Linked DNA regions of Oryctolagus cuniculus: region 1 is linked to region 2. A link is a contact called in public Micro-C data. All regions are on one chromosome and are shown on one strand. Each heading gives the region's core, a stretch centred on a gene start, on an enhancer-like site or on the middle of the called end of the contact. The rest is flanking DNA. Distances are from core to core; before and after follow the strand shown. Region 1 has its middle 19 kb from the start of TRIM72. Region 2 holds the start of COX6A2 (cytochrome c oxidase subunit 6A2).

Region 1 (4,888 bases), core at 912-3,411, 190 kb before region 2:
AGGTGGCAGCTTTATTCGCTACACCACCGTGCTGGCCCCAGGAACCCAGTTTTCTTGGCATTGCTGCTACCTCTGGGTTCAGGAGCCAGAGCTGGGACTCCAGCCTGGGTAGCTGGTGTGGGTGCCAGTGTCAGCTGCTGGCTGAGTAGCTGCCCAGTTTTAAAGGATTGGTTTGAGAGGCAGATTTGCAGGGAGCGAGCGAATAGGTCTTTCATCTGTTGGTTCACTCCCCAAATGGCCGCAATGGCCAGGCTGAAGCCAGGAGCCTGGAACTCCAACCGGGTCACCCACACGGGAGGCAGGGGCCCAAGTAGTTGGGCCATCTTTTGTTGCTTTTTGGGCTGTATTAGCAGGGAGCTGGATCATAAGTGGAGTAGCTAGGACTTGACCTGGAGCCAGGTATCACAGGTGGCAGTTTTAACCTGCTGCACCACAAAGCAGGCCTTGCCCCCACATTTTAAAACTTAGAAGAGCCAGCGCTGTGGTGCAGTGGGCTAAGCCTCCGCCTACGATGCTGGTGTCCCATGTGGACACCAGTTCTATCCTGGCTGCTCTTCTGATTGAGCTCTCTGCTGTGGCCTGGGGAAGCAGTGGAGGATGGCCCAAGTGCTTGGGCCCCTGCATCCATTTGGGAGATCTGGAAGAAGCTCCTGGCTCCTGGCTTCTGATAGGCCCAGCTCCAGCCGTTGCCATTTGGGGAGTGAACCAGCAGATGGAAGATTTTTGTCTCCCTCTCTACCTACCTCTCAAAATCTTAAATTATTAGTGTAGCGGCCAGCACTGTGACTCCAGCATCCCATATGGGTATGGGTTCTAGTCTCAGCTGCTCCACTTCTGGTCCAGCTCTCTGCTATGGCCTGGGATAGCAGTAGAATATGGCCCAAGTCCCTGGGCCCCCTGCACCCATGTGGAAGACCCAGAAGCAGCTCCTGGCTCTGGGCTTTGGATCAGCTCAGCTCTGGCCATTGCAGGCATTTGGGGAGTGAACCTGTGGATGGAAGACCTCTCTCTCCCTCTAACTCCACTTCAGATAAATCTTTTTTTTTTTTTTTTTTTTTTTTTTTTTTGACAGGCAGAGTGGACAGTGAGAGAGAGAGACAGAGAGAAAGGTCTTCCTTTGCCGTTGGTTCACCCTCCAATGGCCGCTGCGGCCGGCGCACCGCGCTGATCCGATGGCAGGAGCCAGGAGCCAGGTGCTTTTCCTGGTCTCCCATGGGGTGCAGGGACCAAGCACCTGGGCCATCCTCCACTGCACTCCCTGGCCACAGCAGAGAGCTGGCCTGGAAGAGGGGCAACCGGGACAGAATCCGGCACCCCAACCGGGACTAGAACCCGGTGTGCCGGCGCCGCTAGGCGGAGGATTAGCCTAGTGAGCCGCGGCGCCGGCCCAGATAAATCTTAAAACACACACACACAGACAAAACCCACAAACCCTTACAATTGTAGGAGAAAAGTTTCAGAGGCTTTAACTTTGTGGTGCTAGCTTTTGAAAGTATTATCAAGGGGACCTTGCTAACAGATTTGACCTGAGGACTTTTTAGGTGGTTAGCATTAGGAAGAGCTTTTGGAGACTTAAAGTTCAAATCTAGTATTCCGGAGGCAGGAACACAGTTGAAGAAAGGACTTTGTTTGGGTCTGGAAAAAATGATAGTACTCTCAGGTTTCTTGGACTATGGTTTTATAGCTCTAAGTCTTGGGTATGGTGCTAGAGAGGGGCGGTTTTTCTTTTAAGATTTATTTTAATTGAAAGATTGATAGGGAGATTTTCCATCTCTTGGTTCACTCTCCAAATGGATGCAGTGGCTGGGGTTGGGTCAGGCTGAAGCCAGGTCTCCCACATGGGTGGCGGGGCTCCATACTTGGGCCATCTGCTTTTCCCAAGGCGTGTAACAGGGAGCTGGATTGGAAACGGAGCAGCCGGGACTTCAGTCAACAGTACAGTTTGGGATGGCGGCAGGTGGCTGCTTAGCTGCTATGCCACAGTCAACAGTACAGTTTGGGATGGCGGCAGGTGGCTGCTTAGCTGCTATGCCACAGCGCTGGCCCGGTGAGAGGGACTTCTTTAACTGGAAAGCAGTTGAGGGCCACCAGTGTTGGAATTGCAGGGATGGGACGCAGTAGCCTAACCAGTTGAAGACTGAGGAAATGTGGAGCCAGCTTGAGTTGCCAGAACGAGGGTTGGGTATGGGACGAGGGTTGGGTATGGGACGATTGAGGCCAGGCTGGGTGGGTGGTGGGGCCTGGATTTTCCAGGCGGCGGCTTGCCTGTGCGTGTCTGACCAGGAGGTGGCAGTGCTGCATAGCTCAGGCGCCTCAGGGCTTCACTGCCCCCTAGTGGCTGTGGGGCCCTGGCTGTTAGATTCTAGGCTGACTTTTTTTTTTTTGCTTTGATTTCCCAGCGTTTGGGGGAAAGCTGGTTCATTTCACTTTCTGTGTCCCTGATGTAAAAAAGCAGATCTCTACCTACACAGAAGGCCCGTTCAAACCTACGTCAGTCTGAGGTGGTTTTTTTTTTTTTTTTTGGACAGAGGTCTTCCAACCACTGGTTCACTCCCCAGATGGCCACAACGGCCGGGACTGGGCCAGATAGAAGCCAGGAGCCCCGAACTACTTCTGGGTCTCCCACGTATCTGCCGGGGCCACAGCCCTTGGGCCATCTTCCTGTGCTTTCCCAGGTGCATTTGCAGGGAGCTGGATCAGAAGCAGAGCACCTGGGTCTTGAGCAGGTGTCCTTGTTGGATGCCAGTGTTGCAAGGCAGCAGCTTTACCCATGATGCCACAGTGCTGGCCTGGATTTTGGAGCTTTTCGGATTAGGGATGTCTAACTTGTATGTCTAATTTTGAATACATACATGGGTAATAGAAGATGAACTTGTTTTAGGGCCAATCAGTTGATATCCTTGCATACTTTCCATCATCGTGCATTTTCTTTTTTTTTTTTGACAGGCAGAGTGGACAGTGAGAGAGAGAGAGAGACAGAGAGAAAGGTCTTCCCTTGCTGTTGGTTCACCCTCCAATGGCCGCCGCGGCTGGTGCGCTGCGGCCGGCGCACCGCGCTGATCCGATGGCAGGAGTCAGGTGCTTCTCCTGGTCTCCCATGGGGTGCAGGGCCCAAGCACTTGGGCCATCCTCCACTGCACTCCCGGGCCACAGCAGAGAGCTGGCCTGGAAGAGGGGCAACCGGGACAGAATCTGGCGCCCCGACCAGGACTAGAACCCGGTGTGCCGGCGCCGCAGGTGGAGGGTTAGCCTAGTGAGCCATGGCGCCGGCAGTCATCATCGTGCATTGTCCATAAACTTTCGGAAGACCTGATTATTCGTCAATCACCTAGCAGTCAAGCTAGTCAAGTTGGGATTCTAGTTCAGGAGGACCAGGCGAGGCGTGAGATGTGTGTCTTGGACAGGTGCTGTGCTGGTGTTGATGCAGTTGGTTCCACACGTTTGGAATGACTTGTAATCTTGTTTCTTGCTCACTCCCATCCCTCTGCCTTGGTATAAATCTTGTTACTTGGACAGTGCTGTCTAGGGCCAGGTCCTGTGTGTGGGCTGTTTTGGTAATTAGCAGCAAGTCCAGCCAGCACTGCTTTGTGTTTGCAGCTGGGACACAAACTGGTGCCCATATGGAATGCTAGCGTTGCAGGTGGCAGCTTAACCAGCTATGCCACAGTGCCAGCCCCCAGCACTGGCTGCTTTTTGTCTTGTTCCAAGTCTTTTTTTTTTTTTTTTTTTGGAAAGAACATGTTTCCATTCACTGGTTCCCAAAATGGCCACAATGGCCAGGACTGAGCTGAAGCCAGGAGCTTCTTCCAATTCTCCCACGTGGGTGCAGGGGCCCAAACACTTGGATCATCTGCTTTTCCCAGGTCATAGCAGGGAGCTGGATTGGAAGTGGAGCAGCCGGGACTTGAACCAGACCCATCTGGGATGCTGGTGTTTCCTCACTACACCACAATGTCAGTCCCTTGTTCAAGAAGTTTTAGGGAATTTGAATGGAAGATTTAGCAAACCATACTTACTATATTTTCCAAATGCTACGCTCCTTCCCTCCATTATGGAAGGAGTCCTTGGCACAGGGCCTGGGGTGCTTGCAGACTCCTTCAGTTTGATGTGCTCTGAGGTGCTGGGAGTGGGGTCATCTGGAATGGGGCTGGGCCTTGAAAAACCTGAGCACGACTGCCAAGACTCGGGGTGGGGGGACCTTGTGGGGCTGGAGGGGCACTCTGGAACAGTACTGGGGAGATGGGAGTGCTCAGGTGTCACTGCTAGGTCATGGAGAACAATGAACAAAAACATCCTTGCTGTGTGCCAGGTACTGTATCCTGTTCTTTCTACCTTACAGAGGGGCTGCTCATATTCAGAGGTGGGGCTGGGACTTGAACTTAAAACTTTTCGGCTGTGGAACTTAATGCCTGTTAACTGTAAAGACCATGCCTAAAATCTGGGGAGCTATAGAACTCTGTTCTCCTTGTATCCCTTACTCCCCAAAGGAGAAAGGAGGCCCCGAAGAAAGTTTTCAAAAGATATTTGAGGGGCCAGTGTTGTGGTCTAGTGGGTAAAGCTGCTGCGTGCAGTGTCGGCATCCCATATGGGCAACGGTTCGAGACCCGACTGCTCCACTTCTGATCCACCTCTGCTATGGCCTGGGAGAGCAGTAGAAAATGGCCCAAGTCCTTGGGCCCCTGCACCCACGTGACATGGGAGACCTGGAAGAAGCTTCTAACTTTGGATCAGCACAGCTCTGGCCAATTGGGGAGTGAACCAGTGCATGAAAGACCTTTCTCTCTCTCCTCTCTCTAACTCTTTCAAATAATTTTTTTTTTTTTTTTTTTAAAGATATTCGAGGGGCTGGAACTGGTGCAGCAGGTTAACTCAAACTCTGCAGCGCTGG
Region 2 (4,473 bases), core at 683-3,182:
GCCTTGTATGGAAAATGCCCTAATGCAGGCACTGGCATGCTACCAGAGGTAGAGTTGAGAGAACCTACTTATGTGTACAGAAAAAGTTGTCTTGCTTTTCTCTGGTGCCTGGGCCGGAGGTCGTCTTTGCCTGATGTTCCATGAGGAATATAAGGAGAGTGGGGAAGGTCGTGTTCGTGCACATGTGTGTGTGATTGTAGTGTGTGTGCTAGTGTCATCTGTGAATGTACATGTGTGTGCATGAACATGTGCACCTGCATATGTATGTGCTAATGTACATGTGTGAGTGTACATGAGTGTGCTTGTATGTGTACATCTGTGTGTGGGAGCGCACATGTATGCATGTATGTTTATACATATGCATGTGTGTTAGTGTACATGTGTGTGCTCATGTGTGTTGGCACACGTGTGCACCTGTGTGACTGTGTGTGTGAGTGTGCATGTATGTGCGTGTGTGTCCTGGGTCTCAGTAGCGGCTTCTGTCCGGTCAGTGGGCAGGCTGTCCTAGGAGGTGAATGAGACATGCAGCTCATTTGCACCAGTGCCGCCCTGAATTTGGTCTCCAAAAGCCAGAAAGTCCAAGCTTCCAGGAAGGAGCTGATTTCCCAGACTACCCCGAAAGAGCATGACTAGAATATTCCGTGTAAAGATTTAGGACCCGAGGCCGCACGCATTGGCTCAGAGCCCACGATTGAGATGGGGTTTCCTCCAGGTGGCCGGAGTTCAGAGGCTGTTACTCTGGGCTGTGCGCGTCAAGGGACAGTGGGGATGCAGGGTCTGCGGCCTTGGTTCGCTCGTGACCTCGCGTCCCAGCTGCCTGAGCCGAGACCAGCCATTGAATCTCCCGGCACCTCAGCGAGTCTATCTTGTCCCCTCTCCCCGTTCCTGTGACAATTCCATGTAAGGGAAAGCCCTTTGCTGCCTAGTCCCGGTTAACGACCGGAGGCTGAGGCGCGGGGTCTCCCACTTGCTCACGAAGGCCACGGCCTCGGATACCCCCGAGTCAGCGATGGGGACAAGGGGGAGGAAGCACATGGTGCGCCAAGGGCACTGCACCTGCGCGCGGTCCCGCCCATCCCGCCGTCCCGCAAGCCGGACTCGGGGCTTCTACACCTTTATTGGCCTGGGCCGCCCGGGCTCAGGGGTTCTCGTACCCCGTGGGCAGGGCATTGAAGTGCGGGTTGTGGAAAAGCGTGTGGTTGCCGTCCCCCCAGGAGTAGGGCTGTGGAGAGAGGGAGGGGAGCACAGGTCAGCGCCGCCCGCCTGGGGTCCCGCACCTCGTCCTGCCCCACGTCCCGCCCCGTGCCAGGGCCTCGGCCGCCTACCTTGGTGCGGATGCGCAGGTGGTGGTAGGGGATGAACTCGGGGCGCTCGCGGTGACCCGCGTGGAGCCAGCAGTTGAGGGTGCACAGGGCCACGCTGGGCAGCGCCAGCACGAAGGTCAGGAGGCGCCAGGTGTTGGCTGCGGGCGGCCAGGGGAAGGCTCGTGAGCCAGGCCCGAGGAGGCCTCGTTGTTGGGGGAGGGCGGTCTCCAGGACCGCGGGGTGGACTAGGTGGGCAGGGGTAGGCCGCGGCCCCACTCACCTCCAGCGCCTCCGTGGTCGCCCTTGGCTGCGGTGGCCAAGCCCCGGCTCAAGGCCCTCAGCGGCAGGGCCATGGCGTTGAGGACTCTGGGCAGGACTCTGTGCTGCAGGCTCCTTCCCCCAGGCCGCACTCTCCTCCCCTCTCTCTGGCCAATCACCTGTCCAGCCTGGGACGTGCCAGCCTATTTTTAGGGCGATTCTATCTTTAAAATGGGCCCTGACTGGCAGGAGGGCTCTGCGGACAGCTGCCCTCAGCTGCCTTTTATCTTAGCAAGCAGGCAGGCATCTGGAGTCTGAAATGCCAGTGTTACTGTGGCTGCAGAGGAGTATTTCATGCTGTACCTAGGCTAATTGGCTGACACAGGGTATGCTTTTAATAAATATTTGTGAAATTCGTTGTGTCTTCTGCTTGGTCATTTTTTAAAAAAAGATTTATTTATTCATTTGAAAGGCAGAGTTACAGAAAGGGAGAGGCAGAGGCAGGGACAAAGACAGATTTCTTCCATCTGCTGATTCACTCCCCAGATGTTGGCCATGGCTAGGGCTGGGTATACCAAAGCCAGGAACCAGGAGCTTCATCCAGGTCTCCCACAGGGATGCAGGGTACAAGCACTTGGGCCATCTTCTGCTACTTTCTCAGGTACATTAGCAGAGAGCTGGATTTATTCAATTTTACTTAGAAAGGCAGATGGAGACAGAGGAGAAGGGGGGGAGGGAGAGAGAGAGAGAGATCTCCATACCCTTGTTCATTTCCCTAATTCCCACAGCAGAGAGGGCATTGGACGGAAGCCATGAGCCCAGAACTCAACCCCTGTCTCCCATGTGGGTGGGCAGGGACTCCACTACTTGGGCTGCCTTCTGCTGCCCCAGGATGCACCTGCAGGAAGCTGGTTTTGGAGGTGGAGCTGGGATCAGACCCAGGCCCTGCTCTGCAGGATGCAGGCATCCCAAGCTGCGTCTGCCCTGCTGACCCCACACCTGCCCTTCATGCCCTTTGACCTGGAAGTGCACCGGTCAAGTCACAGTTCTTTGCAAGGAGCAGGGCTCACTCTCAGCATGGTATAAGGTCAGCATGTGAGAACCATGGGTAGCCCACAGTGTCTCTGCTATGGCCACTGCAAACCGCACAGCCAGAAGCCTCCGTGTGGGCCAGCTGCCCCGAGAGCCCACCAGGGCCCCACTGCTGCACCCCGGCTGCCAGAACCTTTGTCAGCGCTGCCTGGAGAGCCACACGCTCACACCACACTCCGTTTTGCACCCAAAGGAGCGCTGCACCAAGCCTGTGCCCTCGGATCTCTCTCCGCTGAGTCAGCAGGCCACACAGGTGCACCCATCAGCTGTGCCTGCGTCACTGCTTCGCCCTTGCTCTGTGAAAGGCTGGGAAGGAGAGTTCTGCCTTCAGCTGCGTGGAGTGGGAACTGCGTTGCAGAGAAAATCCCCAAACACAGGAAGAACATTGAAAAGATCCGGGGTAGCCACGAACCTGACCGTGCCTATCAGGTCCTTGCAGTCTGAAACTCGGCCTGGAAAGCCTGGGCAGGACCGCAGCAACCCTAGACCCCAGCAGCTCTCGGGAAAGCCGCAGGGCTGGGCGCGCTCACCGTTTCATCCTCAGCACCCGGCACGGAGTGGCTGTCCTGAAACCCGTATTTGATAAATGGGTGAGCATGCTGCATTGTGCCCCTGCAGAAATGGTATCTCAGAGCAGCCGTCCAGCAGGATGCCTCAGCTGTGAGCAAAGGCCGAGGAACCCAAGTGGAACAGTGAGGAAGGTGCATTTCCTGAAGGGGCTGTGTACCTGCCTCTTCTCGGATTCTCAACTGAACAGTAGAGTTGCCCATATCGGAGGGGAGGGTGATTTCAGGAGTGAGAGTCGTGGGTTGTTTTCCTTAGCTTACTGTAGAAATAAGAAGCTGCAAAACAATTTCAAAGAGGCAAAAACTTTTATTTCACAGAAAAGAAACTTTTATTTCATTAGCAAGCTATGGAAAAAGCGTCTTGCCTTGGAGGAGAGCAGTTAGAATGCCCGAGGAAGTGTCGCAGTTAAATGCATTACTATCTGTTCATTGGGTTATCCTATTATGGGTGGCCATAGGACAGAGTTTTCATATAGTGTATGTTGATTGGCTTGGGGCTCATGGAGATAGTGGGGGGAGGGTCTCCTGAGACAGCCTGTCTCTCCCTCAGGGGCTCAACCCCCTTCTCTGCTAGCTCTGGGTGGAAGATTGCAACACACTTGAAAGCATGGTTTAAAACTGTGAGGTCACACAAGATAGCCAGGATCTCTTGGAGCTGTTCCACCTCTCCCTAGGGGCTCAGCCCCTTCCCCTGCCAGCTCAGGGTGAAAGATTGCACCCACCCTGAAAGTGTGATTTAAAGCCACAAGGTCACACATGCAGCACCAGAAGCTACTAGTGGGGGAGATGCTGGTGGGTCTGGTTACAAACTTTCCAGCCACAGCTGACAGCCTGCTTGTGAAGGACATTCTAACTACACCGAGGAGGCCCACAGTTGCCCCCAGCCCCACTGGACGGCCTCAAGGAGCTTCCAAGAGGTTGCTGCTGTTTTATTTTAGGGACCTTGTCGAACTGTCACGTGTTACTAAAGTATCCCCGAGCCCTGAGATGAAACTGAGCTTTGGCCAGCTCTGTGGCTTAATAGGCTAATCCTCCACCTGCGGTGCCAGCACACCGGGTTCTAGTCCCGATTGGGGCACCGGATTCTGTCCCGGTTGCTCCTCTTCCAGTCCCGCTCTCTGCTGTGGCCCGGGAGTGCAGTGGAGAATGGCCCAGGTACTTGGGCCCTGCACCTGCATGGGAGACCAGGAGAAGCACCTGGCTCCTGCCATCGGATCAGCGCAGTGCACTGGCCGCAGTGCACCGGCCTCAGC

What was found. A called contact is a pair of places that touch in the nucleus more often than the background predicts.
Region 1: a Micro-C map of ear pinna shows a contact between it and region 2, with 4 times the contacts expected there. The contact joins the enhancer-like site here to the promoter of COX6A2 in region 2. A contact is called at or near these places in 2 of 6 Hi-C or Micro-C datasets (ear pinna and an unstated tissue).

What each region holds. Positions count from the first base shown.
Region 1 is chr19:5,991,049-5,995,936 of mOryCun1.1, reverse strand. No RefSeq gene overlaps it. Among named protein-coding and RNA genes, the nearest start is that of TRIM72, 19 kb to the right of the region's middle. Within about 2 kb of position 2,161, at least 1 of the 8 cell types and tissues checked has an H3K27ac peak or open chromatin away from gene starts, as enhancers often do.
Region 2 is chr19:5,796,521-5,800,993 of mOryCun1.1, reverse strand. It overlaps COX6A2 (cytochrome c oxidase subunit 6A2), which reads right to left and starts at 1,932. Exons shown (of 3, transcript XM_002721729.5): 1 at 1,585-1,932; 2 at 1,326-1,462; 3 at 1,099-1,222. The coding sequence starts at 1,657. The coding sequence ends at 1,139. It overlaps ITGAD (integrin subunit alpha D), which reads left to right. Exons shown (of 30, transcript XM_051834950.2): 30 at 1-102.